Linked DNA regions of Mus musculus: region 1 is linked to region 2. A link is a contact called in public Hi-C data. All regions are on one chromosome and are shown on one strand. The core of a region is the stretch at or near the end of the contact, and the rest is flanking DNA. Distances in the headings are between cores, read along the strand shown. Region 1 has its middle 5.8 kb from the start of Gm36914. Region 2 overlaps Pten (phosphatase and tensin homolog).

Region 1 (5,495 bases), core at 2,333-4,832, 150 kb before region 2:
GGGGCGGGGATAAACGTACTTCTCACTGCTCTGAGCCCAGGGTCACCTTTCCCCACAGGACTCCGCTATCCTTGCTGCCGGCCGCCTTCCGCTGTACAGTCGGCTTCAGAATCAACTCCAGCCATGATCAATCTTCTGTCACCAGCATAGCTCTGCCTTGGCCAGTGCAAAAGGTGGAGCAATGAATAGTTTTTCTTTTCCTTTCTTTTTTTTCCTCCGTAAATTCCACATTGAGAGAACCTCATGATAATCTCTAATTCGCCCAAGATGGAAAGATATCCCCAATGGAAGGGCAGACAGGCCTTTGGGGCTTTTGACTTTTTATCCCGCAGAGAAAGCTACTCTTTCAACTTTGATGTGGAGACTTTAGCGACTCATCCCCATTTTTTTTCATCGTTTTTCAGAAGACAGCAATGAGAAGACCATGCCCAGCCCTCTGAAAAGCCACCCCCAGCTCCGGCATTTCAGGGTTGTCTCTGGGTTGCTGGAGGACTTTGGAGGACTTTGGGATCCCACTGGCCCTTTTTTTTTTTTTTTTTTTTTTTTTTTTTTTGCAAAAGAGGAAATTCTCTGTAAACCATAATTGCTTTCTAAGGAGAGTGACTCTTAAGAAACTTGAGACCCAGGAAGACTCTGGATATGCAAATGGACCTAGCTAATTGAGGCACAAGGAAGGGTTGAAGGGCTTTAGATAAGTAATAACAAAAAGAGATCCACAGGGGCACCCAACAGAAGAAGAATAGAAGACAAAGAAAAGCCACAGCTAACCAGAAGGGCTTCAGCTTCGTGTATGGGGGAGGGGCAGAATGGCTATGTGAAGGTGTGGACCGTCAAAATAAAAGCCCTGGTATCTGCCTTTCAAATCTGCCATGAAATCTTTTCTACAGACTTCCAGGAATAAGTGGGTCTTATGGGCTTGTGTTGGTGGAACTCGGGGAAGAGGCTGGGTTGTAGGTATGAGTTTAACAGCAGCAAGAGTGCAGCCACAGAGGAAGAAAGTAAGAGTCAGAAGCCAGGATGATTCCCAGAGAACTGTCAAAAGAACTTGGAGAACTGCTGATGTCCTTACCAGCCTGATGGTTCAAGTTCATCTCTCCGGTTGTCAACAGGAAAAAAGACTTTTGTGTGTATGCATGTGTGTATGCATGTATGTACACATATGTGCATGCACACACAGACATGTGCACAAACACACACACACAGAGTTGGCCAAATCCAGGACCAGACACGGGGTATGTCTGGTAGCAACTGACGGGTGCCTCTGGAATGTGAGAGCTCCTCTCTGTAAATGCTGAGTAAATGGAATTTTGGCTTCTGACTGCCAGCGGATTGTCACCATCGATGTAAGAGACAGTTGCTGGATACATCGGGGTGCAGCTGAGAATTTCAAACGCCCCCCCCCCCCCACCCACAGTAAAGAAAGTTGACCAGGAGCATTTCAGCTGATGAGGCACGGGTTTCCCTTGATGGGCCAATGCTTTTAAATAGAATATTTGGAAGTGTCCAAAAACTGAAGGTCCTCAAAGATGGCAGCTGGGTTTCTTTATAGTTACAGCCTCTGTTAACACTATTAAAGAGTGTGTGGACGAGCCCTGGGAAAACTAGTGCAGGAAAGAGAGTGGGAAAGATGAAGGAAAGTCCCTAATTCCTGGGAACCAAGATATAATCCCAGAGAAGAAGGGATGCACCTGATCTGGGTTTCTTGTCACTAGAACAAAACACTGTGATCAAACACAACTCAGGGAAGAAAGCGTTGAATTGGCTCACACTTCCAGGACACAGTCAGTCACTGAGGGATGGATGTCAAGGCAGGAGTGTTCCAGACTGACTTATTCTCTGGCTCCAGCTTAACCTGTTTCCTTATACAACCCCAAATCAACTGCCTAGGTATGGGACTGTTCATGGTAGCCCTATATCAGTTAGCAGTCCAGATGGCACTTATCAGACATGTCCACAAACCTGCCTGATAAAGACAATTACTCAACTCAACTGTCCCTACACCCCAGGTGACCATAGACAATGTCATGTTAACATGCTAACTAGGATACCAACTACGCAGGCACGCCCCTCCTTGGCAAAAGAGACATTCCACGCAACCTCTTGGTTGCCTTGGTGTCAAAAGACCCCAAAGTTTTCCCCTTTCCATGTTCTCTGTCTTTGTTATTTGTTTCTTCCTGTGCATTTTGTAAATGCCCAATAAAAGCCAGACACTCGACTGCATGGACTGCATGTCAGGGGTCAGAGATGAAACAGACAGGACAGCCTGACTGTCCTGGACTTCATACGAACAGCTTCTGAGCAAGGTGCAAGAACGAGGTTGTGTCAGATCCTGCCAAGAGGGTGATGCCTGAAGTAAAAGATCCAGGATGAGAAGGGGTTGGGATAGGGACTGCTTAGTAGCCTGTGGCTGATGAAGGAAGCAGAATGGGAGCAGTGGGTCAAAGCCAACCTAGAGAAACTGCTGGAGAAGACACCTGGAACGGAATGGCCAGTGGATGAAGCTGGGGATGCAGGCCAGCAGGAGGGCCATCAGCTCCCATGGGCCCTGAAAGCCACAACGGGCAGTCATCAGATGCATCAGGAGCCTCCCTCCATGAGCAGAAGGAAGCCATTCCTTCAAGAAGGCAGAAGAAGCAATGCATACTGAAAAAGTCCACCAGAGGGCTCTGTAGGGAGAGTCCCACCCTCTCCTCTCTCCTCCCACAGCTGACACTTCTCCTGTTGGAACATAGAAGCATTGTTTCCCTCTGAACAAAAGCGTCTTTAGCAAACAACCACTGTACTTTAATGAAAGGAAAAGAACCAATAGCCACCAGTACAATAGAGGAGCCCAGATGAAAGACGAAGCTGCCATCCTGATGGTTTAGCAGAGAGTGTATCACCCCTAAGCTCCCCAGATCCCCCATCTGCAAAGCCTATGCTCAGCCCAACTGACATGGTCACCCTCCTTTCCAAGGAGGCAATCTGAGGTAGTTGCCCAGACTACAGGCCAAATGCCAGCTCTTCAAGGGGGCACACTAGCCCAGAAAGCAATGGCTTTAGGTGATTAAAAAAACAAACAAACAAAAACCTTATAGGATGCTGTGGTGTGAACGTAGGAGTGGGAGAGTGGGAGGTGAAGTGAAAGAGCAACAGGGTTTTCTATTTTTGGCCAAGACTGTCTTGTAGGAATTACACTTATTATATTTAAGCATCATTAAATAGAGACAAGAATCGTTCCTGCCTAGCACACCCTAGAAATGTGTGATCACAAAGGAGGAGATTGGCTGAGGTCAGAAGGAAAGGGTTGGAGAACTACTCAGTGTATCAGCTACGTTTTCGAGAGACCTACAGAGCCTGCGAGGACACTCCCAGGAATGAGAGGCAGGAAGGGTTATCCTCTATCTTCAAAGTATTTGAAGCTCTCGTTGGCCTGGGATGCTCTAGCCTGCTAGAGTTCTTTTCCATCTGCTGGAATTAGCCGGTTCTCCTAGGTACTCAAATCATAAACAGAGATTACGAACTAAAAGGGGAACTTGGTGAACTCCAGCCCAAGTGTCATCAACATCCTATGTCCTCCACCTGCTGCTTCCTCCCAGCCACGGAGCCTGACACCTGCCCAGCCCTCAGCAAATGCTTATATGAAGTTTGACAAGGAAACAGGAAGCGCAGCACAGGAAGCCATGGAGCTCAGAGAACAGTGTGTGCAGGGAGAGAGCCAGAGGGAAAGGCAGTGAATGAGAGCTCTCTGAGCTGCATCTGCGCACACAGACACCCCCCCTCCCCCACCCCCATACACTCAACCGCCATTAAGGACACTCTGTTAAACGGATTGGTTCTTTCCTCTCGAATGAGGTAGGAGTCAGAATCTTAGTCCCTTTTGCCTCAAATCCCTCCCCTTTTCCTAGATGGTGCCTGCAACCTCTGAGGACCTCAAATTACAAATTTCAAAACACAGGTTCCAAAGTTCCAAGCACACCTGTTCACAGGAAGCCAGCGATGGGTGGAGCCTTGGCAGGTTCTAACACCTGAGCTTGAGGAGGTCTCTGTCTGTGGAAAGGTTAGGAAGAACCCTTGACTCTGAGAGCAACTGGGCAAAAGCTTGAGTGGACCCTGTCCTGTGAGGCAGAAGGATGCACTTCGGGAGACTGTGTTCTGGCTCACCTTTGTATCAGCTTCGCTCACCAGAACTAAAGCTTGGACCTCCCTTAGAGCTGCTCTCCACAGCTGGAGCACGCTATGAGCAGGTCGTGAAGCACGGAATCAGAACAGCTGTTCTTATGCTTTTTTTTAGCATCTTGTGTTAACCATGCTGTGACTAGAGTTTAAAGACTCGCGGCAGGGCAGGGATAGGCAAGGGTGAATAGTGAAGAAATATGGGGATACGTATTATCATGGTAAGAAGCATGGCAGCACAAAGGTAGACGTGCTGCTGGAGAAGTAGCTGAGAATTCTACATCTGAATTGGCAGGCAGCAGAAAGAGAATGAGTCACAATACACTGAGCCTGGTTTCAGCATCCAAAACCTCAAAGCCTGCCCCTAATGACACACTTCCTTCAACATGGCCACACCTCCTAATAGTATCATTCCCTATGGGGCTATGGGGGCCATTTTAATTTAAAACATCACACTTACCTCTGTTACTATCTCAGGATAATTGATAGTAATCATGATAATAATGATTGCCACCCTAGTAGGTATGAAATGGTACCTCATTGTGCCTTTGACTTACATTTCTCAGATAGCTCAATGTTGAGTCTTGACCATTTGTGTATATAAGAGGGGATTAATCCATAGTCTCCTGATGCTGCACAGGCAGTCTTGAAATCACACTCCTCCTGCCTCAGCCCCCTCTGAGTGCTGGGATTATAGGTATGTGACACCACACTCAGCTTCATTTGTACATTTTTCAGGAGAAATATTTACTATAATGGTTCGGCCGGTTTTAATTGGTTATTGTCCTTCAATGTTGTATTAAAGGTTCTTGACTTATTCTGAGTACTAGACTTCTCTCAGATAATTAGATTGGCAGATATTATCTCCCATGCTATGAGTCTGCACTTTCTTGACAGTCCCTGAAATACAAAATTTAAGTTTTGATGAAATCTAGTTTATTTTAGTTTTTATTTTTTTGATTTTTCAAGACAGGGTTTCTCTGTATAGCCCTGGCTGTCCTGGAACTCACTTTGTAGACCAGGCTGGCCACGAACTCAGAAATCTGCCTGCCTCTGCCTCCCAAGTGCTGGGATTAAAGGCGTGGGCCACCACGCCCGGTTTATAATTGTTTTTACTTTAAGTACTGTATCTAATATTACCCATTTTAAGGCATGTTAGTACAAAGATTTACAGGTATTTTTAAGAAGTAGGTTTTTATTTTTTTATTAGAGATTTTTTTAAGAGTCATTTGTTTGTTTGTTTTATGTATACAAATACTCTGTAGCTGTCTTTAAACACATCATAAGAGGGCATCAGTTCCCATTACAGATGGCTGTGAGCCACCATGTGGTTGTTGAGA
Region 2 (5,724 bases), core at 2,280-4,779:
TTCTGAATGACCACAATAAACAAGGCAGTAATTCAATAAACAAAAGAATGTGGTTACTAATACTATGACAATAGTAGTTATTGTAGATATTTTCTAATATTCAAAACATATTTCTATTATTCCCATAAAATTACAAGGTATATATTATCACATATCTTATGTTTTAAGACAGGGTCTCATTATGTACCCCAGAATGGTCTCAAAATAGGTATTCTATTGCTTCAGGCTCCAACAGTGGAGATTATAGGCCTCTGTGACACCACAGCCAACCATTACAACCTCAATTTCCCCCCAGGGGAGAGCTGGCCTCAAACACACTGCAGGATCTGATGGTGGCTTTGACTCTTGATCCTCCTAACTCTACCTGCCAACTGCTGGGTCCCACGCACACTGAGGCCAGCCCTGCTGCCTCTACTTTAATAAGAAACAAGTAGGACTATACATGTTTATCTTGCTCAAATGCAGTACAGGACCTAAATGAATCTGACTCAGGTGACCTGAAAACAGGAATGCTATGCGATCTGAATGAAGCCATAACTTCTCTTAATTCAGTTTTTCCCCTTTATGAAGAACCTCTGAAGTTTGGAATACATAATGCTTCGAGTTCTATGGTAACTTACAGAATCTCTGTGACAAAAGTGACACAGATCATTTCTGGCCAACACTCTTTCCTCACCTGGATTTTCTTTAGAAGCTATAATGACAGTTTTGTGGTTTGGGGTGTTGGGCCTATTCTTCAATTCAGATATATGAATTTGTAAGAGGATTCCACTCACTAGCAAAAGTATTTGTTTCAAAAAAGAGGTAGATGTGGGCTGGAGAAATGGCTCAGTGGTTAAGAGCTCAATTCCCAGCAACCACATGGTGTCTTATAACCATCTGTAATGGGGTCTGATGCCCTCTTCTGGTGTGTTTGAAGACAGTGACAGTATACTCATATACATAAACAAATCTTACAAAAAAATAAAAAAATAAAAAGACACACCCTTTAAGCCAGGGAAATCAGAACCTATTCTAGGAACCTCTAGTCAAATGGGTGTTCTTTTACCACTGCAGTTAGTCAAGAGTGTAAGCCTAAAGCTACGGGACCATAGCTTGGTATTACTTGCAAAGATCCTTTCTGAATAAACATAGCCAAGAAAGAAAAGGGAAGAGTGTAGAAAGGAGAGGTTCCTGACACTTATTGAGCATTTAGATCCAGACCTGACCTTTTAGGTTCTATTAGTCAATAAACATCTCCCTTGTGTCTTCTCTGTCTCCTTCTCCTACTTGGGTTTCTCTTACCTAAAACTGAAAAACTCACACATTCAAAACAGCAATTTTTCTCTCTCTCTCTCTCTCTTTTTTTTTTTTTTTTTGGTGTTGGTTTCTATTTTAGGAATCAAAAAGAAAAGGAAAAAATTAAGTAGAGCTTAGTACAGCAGAGAGAATCCAAGGAACAAAATTAGGAAGCCAGGTGTTGAGTATGACAAAGAAAGACTATGAATCAGGGCAGTGTGGTCTTTGCAAATGGGTTTGTATTAAGTAACTGCTTAAATCTTTCAAAGCCTAAAACTGCACAGCTTTATGAATCAGTGGACTGCTAGATAGTAGATAATAGCCCAAACAGTATGCATCAGAAGAGAACACATGATAATTGACATTACAAGAAAATTATACTGAGTTTTTTGTTTTAGCAACAGCAACCACAACTTGTTTGATTTAAAAATAAGGACTAAGCAAGAAAATTTTATGATGAGGGGATTTAATAAGTAAAACAGGGGTAGGGGGATAACCTTGATAGTAGGTTATAAAAGTTCACTTCTCACAGAAAATAATGAAATCTCTTAAAATTAAGCTTGGCATTGTTATTTTAGTAAAGTTGACAAACTGAGGTAGTAAACTAATCACACACACACATTCTCTCTCACACACACTCACGTAGTCAAAACACACACACCTACCTAATAACCAACTTGTAAGCAAAGAAAAGGCAAACTGAAACGTTTCAATCCCTCCCCTAAGTTTAATAAGAGAACTAAGCATTAAGGTTACTTTCCTTGCCACTGCTGGAGGCCAGGGAGAACAGACACTACGTATGGTTAGTGGCAGTGTCTTCCCTCAAGTTTGGAAAGTTACTCCAAAACCTGCGCTCATTGCCATTCTGAAAAGGTCTTTCTTACACTCTCCTCATAGTTTACATCCCGCAAACCATGTATTGCAGCACTGAACCCTAAGTGCATTTGCAAACAGCAAGGCACACGTGGAAACCAACCCCAGAAGGTAATTTACAGCAGGAGGGGCTGGCGCGGGGTGTGTGTGTGTGTGTGTGTGTGTGTGTGTGTGTGCGCGCGCGCGCATGTGCAGTCAGTCGGGATTCACCCTCAGTGACTTTGGATTTGGATAATTTGCCACCTTTTCACAAAGGAAAATATCAACTATACAAGTAAATAATTCCCAGTAAAGTGGGCAACACACTTCTTTGACTGAATAAGGGTATGGGTCTTTGTTCCCTTGAGCAGTTACTTCGCCCTTGAGATATTTTTTCTTTATAGGAAGTAGCAACTGTTGAACTTCATTGCAATATTCAAAACCTGAAGTATTGTTCCAGCATTAAGAACACAATGCTACATTTTATGGTCAGCTTGCAAATCCAACCTGCATCATATCAAGACCTAACTACAGGACTCTGAGAAAGAAAGTACTATAAGTAAAAGCCAAAAAAAAAAAAACACACATTTTAGGCAAAGTCTACAATTTTTTCACAACAGGCCAATTGCCTCCTCCTTTAACATAAAAGAAAGAAGATGAGGATTCTGTACCAGAACACAAATTTCTTCAGCTTCTTATGGTCCCTCCATAGTTAAAATTACAAATATAAACAAAATAATACAGACAATTCTAATATGATTAACTACAAAGCAGATTTAAGTATTAATCTCCAGAAGTTCACATTTACAATCACAAAGTATAAATCCAGAAACAGCAAACACAACAAGCAGCACGAACGTAGCCACAGGGACTCCTAGCTAGTCTACAAGTCTGCAAGTCCACTGTGTGTCTACACTGCCACACTGAGTCATCAATTCTCTAAGATTCTTCTAGGAAGACTTCCTCAGCTGTACTAAAGCAGCTTTCCTATACTCAGCAAGCTAAAACACATCCATCATTCCACAGCCACTCTACCAGCCCAAGGCCCGGTGCCTTTTAAGGTTTGTTTTATTATTTTTCTTTGTTACTAGCGCATTTCACTATGACATTTCCTCATAGAGGTACCGTTGTACTTCCTTCTGAGTCACCTCCCTCCCTAAACAGTTCCTCTTCTGCATTTCTGTGTGGAGCAGGTTCCACTCTTCCTTTCACCATCTTCCCTTCAGATCTCCCTCCCCCAAAGGGTATGCATACCTCCAAGCTAGGTTCTTCCCATGAGAGAAAACACGTTTTTCTGATCAGATTTGTTTTACTTAAAGTAATGACTTCTAGTTCCATTCTCTTCCTATAAATGCCATGATTTTATTTTTCTTTACATTTAAAAGCTTTGAGAAAATTAAATTGTAAAAATTTTAAGGAAATGCACAGCATTATAGTTACAAAACTAGCAATCTCTCTCTGGAGATTTTAAACTTAGACTGGAGGTTAAACACTCCAAGATTTTAACCTGGAGGGTTATTAAACACTACGATTTGTAAAGAAAAGCATAAAACTGAGAAGCCTTTCAAAACCATCAGCAATAAATATGGAACCTTTTGCAGTTCAGAATCTGTAAGCTTGATAATATACAAAGAAATTTAACAACACACCAAGGGACTTGTTTTTACTGTAAATGCTGTCATGAACTGATTGACACCGTCACGAATTCTGATCACTACAGTTCACTTTTCTGGGCCTTGATGTCATCTGTAAAGAAGCATTCCTGGAGTAGGGATATCTGAAAGCTTTTATCTGGATGTAGGTTTCTAATACTATTGTAGCTTAAAATGCAAAAGCAACCATTAGTAAAACACAGCTTGGTCAACAGTATCTGTTCATAAGTTCTTTCTTGTTTTTTAAATAATCGAAAGAATAAAGGTAGGATACACATAAGGATTCTGCTTTAGGTCCGTGTATAAACTTATCCAAAACACTTGTCTAGGTATATTAACTATGCAACAGGTACAGTAGATCCTACTGATGTGGCTGTAAGATGCTAAATTACTTAAGGAGTCTTAGTATAATGCAATGGCTAAACATCAAATGCACCAGCTACAGCTCTAACAATGTGCACAGCCCTGCATCTTCTATGTCCATTAGTCTATCATTTTCACATGGAAGAAATGGTCAAGAGATGGAGAGTGCCAAGAAAAGTTCTATGGAGGACACAAGTATTATTATTACATTTTACCAAATGACACTAGAGGCTTCACATTTCACTCACAAATACCCCCTACCTTGTAACATTTCCCAAGACTTCTTGTCACTTCCACAAACACCCTCCCCTCCCTTCTAGAGGGAAACAGAACTGTTGCCACCAGGCTGTAATGACTAGTGTGTCAAGACCTCAGTTTCTGACATGGGTCTCCTGCACCTAACTTGACTCCTGCGTCTAACCTGGATTCCTGCATTTACCCTGGCCTGGAAACAGAGAAATTTACAGGAAAGTTCAAGTGCCCAAGTCTTGCTCTTACCCTTGAACATAAGGAAACAGACCACCCCAGCATCTTATCACTCTATACACACGCTGGCAATTCTGAAGAAGTGAAGGAAAAAGAATGGAGATTGACAGCAGAGCTTAGAGAAGCCTAAACCATTTCACAACCATTATTTGTCTCAAGTGAAAATCCTTGTCTGAACTAGCAAACAAACAGAAACAAAGCAAAACAAAAGGTCATGTAGTTTAACATGATGAATGAGTCAAACAAGGGCTGAGGGATATAGCTTACTGGTAGAATATGTGTCCATGTACAAGGCCCTAGGCTCAATCCTTACCATTACAAAAGGGGAATGAGAGAAAGAGAGAAAAATGAAAACATCAAAACAACAATAAACAAACAAACAGAAACAGAAAAAAATGTCAAGTAGCTGAGATTCCTGGCAGGAAATGGCTGAGAGAGTCGCAGGACTTCAAATATTCTCATCCATTTCTCCAAAGCAAACATTGCTCTCTCAAAATACAAGACAGGCCATAGAAGTATCAGGAGTACCACTTACTAGTAATTAAGCTCTTAGTGTAATCAGTTCAAAGTTTCCATCAAAATTATGCATGGCAATAAAAACAAATGAATAAATAATCAGCAAATAATTTAAGGTCTTTTAAAGAAAGGGTCCTTCTTAATTTTTTTTTTTAAAGATGGTGACATTTCCTTGACTCTGTCTCTCAGGCCTCACCTAAATGGGTGGACGGATAGATAGATTTCAGACAGATGGACAGATGGATGGACAGATAAACAAATAAAAATTTTAAATCCCCTTAAAGACAGAGAAACTGCCTGGTATTGGAAACCTAGCCAACTACCTTGGGCTAGGGAAGTCATGCTTCTTGACAGAGAACCTACAACCACTAATTTACTAAATAATATATATAGTCCATAACTATGCTCTAAATTTATACCAATAGATAAGCATAGTGCTTATCCCTCATCAAGGAAATTTCTCTTTGTAGCATAAGGAAAACATTGCAGAAAACCACAACAGTTCAAAACACAGAGTTGTGGAACTCAGTTCCAACTGAGCCATCTACAACACAATAACTGCACCTACAGCTCAGGG

The links. A called contact is a pair of places that touch in the nucleus more often than the background predicts.
Region 1: a contact with region 2 is called in a Hi-C map of ECoMG-derived neutrophils, with 2.4 times the contacts expected there. A contact is called at or near these places in 6 of 484 Hi-C or Micro-C datasets (B cells, ECoMG-derived neutrophils, bone marrow-derived macrophages and 2 more), 9 of 130 datasets of targeted methods (the 230-238 cell line, CD8 T cells, the NIH/3T3 cell line and 6 more) and 2 of 9 other capture datasets (adipose tissue and embryonic stem cells).

What each region holds. Positions count from the first base shown.
Region 1 is chr19:32,951,603-32,957,097 of GRCm38.p6, reverse strand. No RefSeq gene overlaps it. Among named protein-coding and RNA genes, the nearest start is that of Gm36914, 5.8 kb to the left of the region's middle.
Region 2 is chr19:32,802,421-32,808,144 of GRCm38.p6, reverse strand. The region is part of intron 5 of Pten (phosphatase and tensin homolog); the gene reads right to left. Among named protein-coding and RNA genes, the nearest start is that of Pten, 48 kb to the right of the region's middle.